2 separate regions of the Anas platyrhynchos genome follow, and region 1 is linked to region 2. A link is a contact called in public Hi-C data. All regions are on one chromosome and are shown on one strand. The core of a region is the stretch at or near the end of the contact, and the rest is flanking DNA. Distances in the headings are between cores, read along the strand shown.

What was found. A called contact is a pair of places that touch in the nucleus more often than the background predicts.
Region 1: a Hi-C map of subcutaneous adipose tissue shows a contact between it and region 2, with 4 times the contacts expected there. The contact joins the enhancer-like site here to the promoter of GALNT15 in region 2. A contact is called at or near these places in 2 of 8 Hi-C or Micro-C datasets (F1 follicle and subcutaneous adipose tissue).

Annotation. Positions count from the first base shown.
Region 1 is chr2:122,867,012-122,871,681 of IASCAAS_PekinDuck_T2T, reverse strand. No RefSeq gene overlaps it. Among named protein-coding and RNA genes, the nearest start is that of ANKRD28, 48 kb to the left of the region's middle. Within about 2 kb of position 3,416, at least 1 of the 8 cell types and tissues checked has an H3K27ac peak or open chromatin away from gene starts, as enhancers often do. A contact at or near this core is called in subcutaneous adipose tissue, where this site is marked.
Region 2 is chr2:122,801,385-122,805,692 of IASCAAS_PekinDuck_T2T, reverse strand. It overlaps GALNT15 (polypeptide N-acetylgalactosaminyltransferase 15), which reads left to right and starts at 2,757. Exons shown (of 10, transcript XM_072033507.1): 1 at 2,757-2,938; 2 at 3,883-4,308. The coding sequence starts at 2,913. It overlaps LOC140001589 (a long non-coding RNA gene), which reads right to left. Exons shown (of 3, transcript XR_011806951.1): 2 at 120-246.

The DNA.
Region 1 (4,670 bases), core at 2,167-4,666, 65 kb before region 2:
CAAGGCACCCGTCCCGCGGACTGGTCAAAGAAAGAAAAGGGGCAAAAGAGAAAATATTCTGGAAATTGGGAGAGGATGCCCGGCTGCAAGTGTGCTGTTTTCTGCGCTGAACAGCAGAGGGGAGCAGCAGAACGGCGTCTGTCCGGCTGCACAAGGGCTGCGCCGTCCAGCCGCTGGAGAAGCCCCCAGACGGGCTCCTTGGTGCTGGGAAGATGCTGAGACTTCTCTTGCACCAAAACCTGGCATTAAATACGGTTAGTCACTGGCTGGGGGGTGAGGAACCACTTTAGCAGCACGTCTTCAAGATGGTGCTGTAAGGACTGCCTGCTGTTAACAGTGTTACACCCGTAGTGGTCCAGATCTGCGGAGATGTCGAGATGCCTGATTCCCACTGGTCTGGTGCCAGCCACTATTTCCCTGTGATAAATCTGTATGGGCACATGACAAAGCCAGTTATATTCATTCTAGTTGAAATTAGTGTACAAGAGGCTTTGGAAATAAGTTCCCACTGTGAAAGCATACTGTATCATCACTTGGATGCTCACCCTCTGCTGTGTCCGTGGAATCTGTATATTTCACATAGCCACGAGAGATGTGGGAGCCAACCCACTGAAACAGACCAGAGGCCATTGGGATGAGCTCTTATTGGGGTGGTGAGCAATGGGTGTGAGGTGTTAGGGAGCACTCAGCCCTGAGGAAGCTCATGGCAAGGGCTTAAGTTGATGGCACAAAGGATGGGGAGGACTTCTAAGAAGGTTTGAGACTGTAAACATCAGCTGCTTCCCATGTGATAGATACGCAAAGCCTGGAAGAGTGCTTGGCTTGAAGATCACCTGGTCTTCACATGAACCAGTACATAGTCTCTTGTTTGCCTGGTGAATAGCCTTGGCGTGATCCCAATGTATGATTTGTAGGTCTGAAACATGGAACAGCCTCGCAGGCTGTCCAGAAGTCACATGGCAGGGTTTGCCACCCCTGCATCCACCCCGCATTGTGGTACATCCGTACCTGCAATACAGCACATGGGGTCTCTCCCCGTGCCCATAAGTTTGGAGGCATGGTGCCAGCACTGCTGCTGCTTCTTTGGGTGGGCTCCTTCAGGCACAGGTGACATGTCCCTACAGAAAGCCACTCCTGCACTGAGTTTGTTGGGGATACCAGGCAAAACCCCTGCAGATAGAAGAGCTCTGCAGAACAGCTATGCATTTGTAGAAGACCCCAACCAAATGCCTCATTTTAAACAAATGGAGATGAATATGGAAAAGAAAAGGGGCCCCAATGAATGCTATTTCCTGGGCTGAGGAACAACAAAGAAACCCAGAGTCTTAGACCTGTCCTTCAGGAGTTGAGACATATTACTGGAAGTATAACAAAATTTTGGGGGTCCTGTTTAGGGAACTTGTTGTAGGATGCTTGCTGAAAAGACTGCTTTTTGAGACTCCCAGCAGTGCACAATCCATCAACCGAACTGCTGCAAACTGCAGCCAGGGATCAGGACTGAGATTTGAAGAGCAGAAGTCACAGCAACTACAGAAAAATGGCTTTAGCTCCAGTAAATATGAAATTAATATTTGGGAAAAAAAAATAAACATAAAATTACAGGGCAGATTGTAGGCTCCATCCAATATCATGTGTTAAATTTACAAGTTAAGGATGCCAGCACAAGGAGTCTCTGGAGTGAGAAGCTGCAGAAGTTCTCATCTGTGCACTGATTCTGTGGTTTAAGATATAAAAGTTATTCTAGAAGAAGAAATATAGAAACCCTGAATGGCTTTCCTACACAAAATTACACTTTAGTACTGGAAACTCCTTCAAACATACCATTCTGGAAACAAAGAGACAAAATTTTATTAAAAAATAAGGCAGTTAAAAAAAAAAAAAAGAGAGAGAGAGAGAGAGAGAGAGAAATTGCACTGGTCTTCCTGTGGTGGGCAATCTTTTCTTACCAAACTGCGAGATAATTTATTTAACAGAGAGGGGGACTCCACGCTAAAATCCCAGGCTCGTTTCATTCATTCAGACCTCCCACCTTTTCCCCTGCAGCCTTGCTGGCCTGGCTTCCTGCACAACGATAACATTAACATCACCTTAAAACCTCGCGTACATGACTTCAAGATACACTCGTGAACTCTGGAAGAAACAAACACTCCTTGCCACAGCGAAGTGTGGTGTCAGGGAACGTGAAAAGCACCAGACCTGCTGGTAGCAGTAGCTACGAAATAAATCCTGCCTTAGTGTTAAGGCTGCTGCTTTTGTAGTGGAGAGGCAGTGCCAAAGCAGATTGCATCAATGAGACCAATTGAACAGAGCAGCGAAATGACCTGCTAAATTCATAGTTCACCGTACTATTTTCACCATAGCAATTACCTACATTAATTCACCTTGGAAAGACAAATGCGTAGGGGCTGCCAAGGGATGCTGTCAGGAAGGAGGGAGAGGGGAGAAGAAGGGAGGACACGCACAAAGCAAGGTGGGCACTCATGCTGGGCAGAAGGTGTGGCTTCAGAAAGGGATTCAGTTGCAGAAATGGTAACTGAAAAGAGGATCTGGAAGCAGACGTAATGCTGGAAGGAGGCTGGGTAGAGGAAGAAACGAAGAGCACCCAAACCCCTTTGTAAAGCTGGGCTGAAGGGAAGCAGGAAAGGAAGCAAAAGCTCTTCGCTTCATGGGTGCCTGCTGCTGGCCACATCTTCCCAGCATTGCAGCACATTTACCAGGACCTTTTTTGAACAGAAAGACTTTATGTACTGGGTATTTTGTCACTTGCCACTGTGATGCTGGCATTCCTGAAGTCAAATGTGGCTTGTGATGCTCTCATATTAGCCATACGTTGTGATGTAGGACGCAACCCCGGAAAACCAGTATTGACATTTCACCAGGATCATGGGTCACGGTGACGGATTTTTAATGATCGTAAGCAGAAACAACCTCTGTTTTACAGCTTAGCTAAAAGAACCCTATGAAACCAAACGGCCCATAATTACCTTTATAACAGCACCTACCAGCACAGTCACGCTGCTCCCCTATCCCCCGCCGGCACAGCGCCAGCCCTCGCAGCGAACAAAGCCAAATCGCTTTCTTTCTCCCCCCATGGAAAATAAAATTACCCTGAAAGAGACGGAAGGCTAAAAGGGAAAGGAAAATTGAAAGATTGAAGGGGAGAGGACAGACAGAAGGGGAAAGAGGAAAATGACTACTGAGGACTATTTGTCTCGCTTCCTACTATTTTTGTGCGTTATGGCCCTATTTTGGGCTGCGGCATTGTGAAAGTTCCCTGTGCTTTTCCTACCTGCCATAAAACTGTGAGGACAGCCCGATGGGTGCTGCCAAAAGAGGCTCCCACCCCTGCTTTGCCTCTTGCATTCGGCTGCGGTACACAGTTGTTTTTTCCCTCAGCAGATCTTTTGCAGGAGGAGCGTACGTTGGCTGCGCTGCTTCCAGCAAAGAAAGAACATCCAAAATCCATAACCACACAATAACATCTGGGCGAGGCTTGGCCAGCTGTGGATCTGGGAATGGATTTCAAACAAAGGCAGCAGGTTTTCCCTCACATATAACTTTTTTTTATTTGTTTTCACACTTGCAATTCTCAGAAACGGTTCGGCAGAAAGTCATGAAAATAAAGCGTAGTAAGCCCACATGCAGCCCAGCGCACAGAGCAAAGGGGGTGAGATTTATTGGAGCTTTTCATGGAATAAAAGCATTTTAATTACTTGTATGTAGGAAGCAGCTTCTTCCCTCAGCTGGGGTGGACAGGGGCTTACTTCCTTGGGCCCTGCTCTGGGTGAAGCGGAGGGACCATTTCCAGCAGGATCCCTGCCATCAGCATGAGCAGGGAGCAGGGTGTAGGGCTTCGGTGCAAGATCAGGAGTATGTGACCCAGTGCAGTGGGATTCCCTTATGCCAAGTCTGGTTTTGCCCTATCTTCTGAAAATGCACTGAAGAAAGCATTACGTGAAGTAATTTGTGATGGAGGTTTGAGCAGATACTATGCATGTGCCAGGAATAAATGGGGGGGATTGGCTTCCAACGCAGTCTACTCTTTTGTTTTTGAGAGCTGAGCTAAGGTAATACTGAAAATTCAAACCAATCTGAAAGATCAGCCCCTGTGGTCAGAAGATTTACAAGCCATTCCAGCCAATATTGCCCTCCACAAAATAAATCTTGCTGGTAGGATGGATGCCAGGAGAGCAGTGCCAAAAAGATAAGAAACACCTGCCTTTGATGGTCCCTTCCTTGAGGTGTGTGATACTGCAGCAATACTGCAACAGCAGTTCTGCATGAGAGCACGAGGCATGCTACATCCAGCTTGCTCTTGGGGAACAACGAATGTGGCTGTCACGGAGGACAAAGCCGAGTTTGGGTAACCACACTTCTGGCACTCACCAGCTGTGGCCCACTGCAGCTGAGAAATTTCCTTGTGGTCCAGCAATGTTTGACAGAAGGACCTTGTTTGTTGAGCCTCTCTCTCATTCCAGCACTGGTTTTGGATTTCTAGTACCAAGAAAGCACGGCGCAGAGCGCCACCAGGCTTAAGGAGGAACGCAGCCATGCAGCCCTCTGAAGCCCTCTGAGCACTGTTCGGTGCTTTGCCATGGGTACAAAACCAGCCAGAGGCAGGCAGAGCCACGGTTAGATGTATGTCAAGAGCGATGCATTGCTCGGCTGAG
Region 2 (4,308 bases), core at 1,508-4,007:
GCAGCCATGAAACCACGAGTGCTGTTACTTGTTGAGTCTTTAAATGGAAGGTGGCACATCTGCTTTTGGCATTGGAGCATAAATCAATCCAAGATGTTTATTAAAGAGTAAATAACAACCTGTCCACGTGCTCTTTCTTCCATCCAGCCTTGGTTTTGTCCTTTGTTATTTTCCTGGCAGTTAAACACAGGCTCTGCACATTGGAGGTATGCGTTGTTTCTTCACGTACGGATAACATAACATGTCCTGTAACATTTAACAAGTATGTGATGGGGAACAGTTTAGACAAAATTGCAAGACAGAAATTATGTGGGGAGGAAAGGGTAAGTACAAAGAGCTACACCACAGTGACTGAAAGGCTTTTTACTCTGGATACTCCTAATATGTTTGAAATGAATACCAAGACCTAGATTTGATTTCATGTCCTAGCTCTCATCAATTAGTGACCAAAATTTGAGCAACAGTGAAGGATGGTGAATGTTTCCTTCCTTACCAGTCAGAGGCACAAGCAAGCACTAGAGAATGGAAGAGTTGATAAGACTTGACCTAGTATTTAAGGTTTCTATACCTTCTGCAACAGGGTCTGCCTGAGCAGAACTTGTTAGAAGCCTTTCACCATCTGCATGGGTTGACCAGCAGGACGAACAACATGAGATTGGCACTGGTAAATATTGGCAGTGGTTGATATTGGCACTGGTCAATATTGGTGCTGGAGGCTGGCCCTTTCAGGAGCAGCTGCTGATCTATTTGGCACAGCTTGTAATGCATTTCTCTCTGGCTGCCCCTAGGTCTGCTGCACCAACAGCAGTCTGAGGACAACAACATCTTTCGTGAGCAGTCCATTTTGTGGGCTACCTGTATGAAGCAGCACTTAGAGAGTGAAGGTGAAGAATTTCATTATTGCTAGGCAGGGAGCTGATAAGCAAGTGATGTTGTTCTTCAAGTGCCATTCAGAAACAAGACATAACCTCCCAAACACTAAAAACCTCACGCATTGGAAAGTCAATCTCTCTTCTGTATGCTGGCAGTGGGAAACCACGGGACTCTTCTGGCTCGTTTTTAAGAGTAAGACACTGCTTGACACATGATGGTTTAGGAAGGCTCGTCTTGCAGCGTTAGGGCTGGCTGAGGGAAAGCTTCAATGGAGAAGTCCATGCTGGATGGGGAGTAAGGTCTGCTGGAACAGTGCCATGTGATATTTCATACTTTTATACATATAATTTACTGGACTAATCTCCAAACATCTTTCTGCAATTGTTTGCAGTTGTTCATTTCTTCTTCATTAAAATTGTAAGGATATATTCAAAGGTAAGATTCCATATGCATATATTTCAATGATAACATTGCTGATCAGCTCTGTCCCAAAAGGAGCAAATATTTCCGTAAATTTGTTAATTGTGTTTCATCTGTAGCTGAAATCTAGTTGCACAAGAGACCCAGGTGGATTTGTTCAGCAACACAGAACACGCAAGGACAGAATTTATACAGCAGTTACCACTGCAGGCTAGAATTACCTTGATCAGCGTTGTTAAAGAATCCTGTTTTACTATTTTAGTCAAGGCAAAAAATAAAAAAATAATTAAATTAAATCAAAATACTTGGGTAGATCAAAAAAAGAAGAAAAAAAATACTACTTTCTCCTATTTATTCCACACACAATCTTCCTTCAGTTTCTCCCTTTCTTCCATTTGCCTGGTATTAGTACTCTGTGAAACCACACATTTTGCAAGTCACTGGTGCCAGATTTTGCAGAATATCTCGGACAGGTCTCTTCATTTCCATTTCATTTTGTCTTTCTATGTCTGACATGTATTGTTATTTAAATGAATGCTTTTGAACTCAGATTTTTTTAATGCAAATGTGTGCTGCTTCCCTAATGAATTGAAAACTTCAACACTTTTTTTTTTTCCTAAGGAAAGAAGGATAAAGAGCAATATTCTCAAGATGGAAGGTGGGTTGGGATGTTACTTTTCTGTGAATTTAAGCTAAAAAGGGAAGGTATGCACAATGGTGAAGTATCAAAATGTTGGCTAAATCTTCCATCTACCCAGGATATAGCAGTGTTATATCATTTTAAGAACAGCTGAGGTAGGCAAGGTGCCAAGGCACGGCAGACTGGTCTCACTTGTTCAAGGCATTCTGCATAAGACAGTCAGGGGAGTACACACAAGTGCCAGATGCTACGTGCCTGCAGCAACTGTAAGGTGCTCTCTCCAGTCCCTCCTTTTGAAACCAATTTAGTTGAAAAGTTGGTGTCCCGTCCTTTTTAGCTGTTTGAAAGCTGTTTACCAGGACCCATAGACTGAACTTATAGGAGTAAGCAAAGAGGCTATAGGGAGGTAATGGGCAAGAAGGAAAGAAAGAATGAATGCCTGGCTTCCTTTAAAGTGTACTGCATTCATGTATTCAGGTTTTTCTTTTACCTACAATGTCTAGAAATCTACTTTTTAACAAAAGGTGAATATGGAAGTTCTCCAGTAGCCACATGCCTCCTAGAGCTGGAGGTTGGAGCTTTTTGATCATCAAATGCTACAGGATATGGGGGAAAGAAAAAAAGAAAAACAAATCCCATGTCCCCAGCATCAAAAAGGTTAGTAACACCTGAGTGTCTTCTCTATTTGATCTCTGCCAGACCAAGAGGCATGTGATGCTGAAGCATGTGGACTGTCTCACCCTTTTCCCATTGGACAATCATCCGTCTTGCAGCAAAAAAAATGCCACAGTCAGTGCCCGCTAGCACCCTTGCCAGCAGCATTAGCAAACAGACCTCAGAGACTGAGCTCCCCTTTTACTCACAGAAGTTGTTCTCTCTCAGTGTCAGTAGTCGTTGTTCCAGCCCAGGCTTTCTACATGTTATTCCTGGACTATTGAAAACTGGAAGTGCTGCTCCCCGTGCAACACTGAATTTATGGATGAGGAGACAACTTCAGTCTGCCAGGTGATAATTTGGCATCCTTATGTCAGTGTTAAAATCCCTACAGCTGTAAATATTTATTGCAGATGAAATATACTCATATACTCCAGCTAGCACATTACCATATGAATAAATCTAACACTAAATAAATCATGCGCACTCCATCTTTTATTCAGTTTATGAAATTCTTGCTTCTCACTCTGAGCATTCTTAGCTTAATAAGGTTACTCAGAAGTCGGGTGATTCGTGGTACACCCTGACTTGTTTTATAACACGGCGTTTTGCTTCTTATATTTCTCCTCTGACAGCTTTTGCAAAGTTTTGATTTGATAGGACAAGAACAGTGAGGGCATTAGGACCAAGAGAAAGACGCACACATTGCTCTGTATTATGTCTGGCAAAGTGCTTCCTGACTGAGTGCTGTAGTTATGTGTGAAACAAAGTCAGGGACTGACTAGTTCTCTCATCTGTTGATCACAGCGAACTCGAAGCCTCAGAACGGGGGAAAGCTGTCAGATCTGCTTTCAGAGATAAGGCACATCAGACCAGGCAGCAACGGGAAACTTTGAAGAAGCAGGAAATACTCTGCAAGGAAGCTATAAGAAATGGATTTTCTTTTTACTTAGAATTTAGAAGGGAAAAAAAATCAAAACTTCAGCTACTTTTTTCATCAGCTAAACATGCTCTTTCTTAACTAAGCCGGGACTGAATAATAACAGATCTACTTCATCCCACTGGATCCATGCTGCCTTTTACTACAGTAAGTGCAATATTAATAGGCATTTTTTTCTGTTTTGTCTGTAAATAGAGAGGAGAGCATGAAACGGCATCAGTGAAATGTGAGGGGAACAGAAAATCCTCTTGGCAGATAGTGAAAACCAGTGCTCTGCTGCAACCCGAGGACTGGAATCTGAGCGATATCCAAGTGGTGTTTAACATGACCATCTGTATCATTTTGTCACCAACAGCATGTTCTTGAGGAAGAAATGCAGATATGGATCACGTAAGCTGCAGTTTCTCTTGTTGCTGCTGATGCTGGGCTTTTTGCTGCTGATGGTCACAACGCTGAATCCACCGCCCAGCAACCAGAGCAAGGACGGGACCTTCCAGCCGGTGGAGTTCAACCCCCGGGAAGGCTATCAGATGGGCTTTGCGGAGCCCCAGGAGATGCTGGACACCCAGGAGGAGAGCCAGCAGTACTACCCCTTGGACGGGCTGTCGCCTTTCATCTCCCTGCGGGAGGACGAGCTGATCGCCGCCGTCGTGTCGCCCGCGGGACGAAGGAACCACAGCAAGGCCAGGAAGGGCTATCGTGTGGTGAAGCAGCAGAGCCGGCGGCCGGAGGCAAAGGAGGGGGACCCGGAGTCCCAGCTCGAACCCCTTCCCTTGGAGGA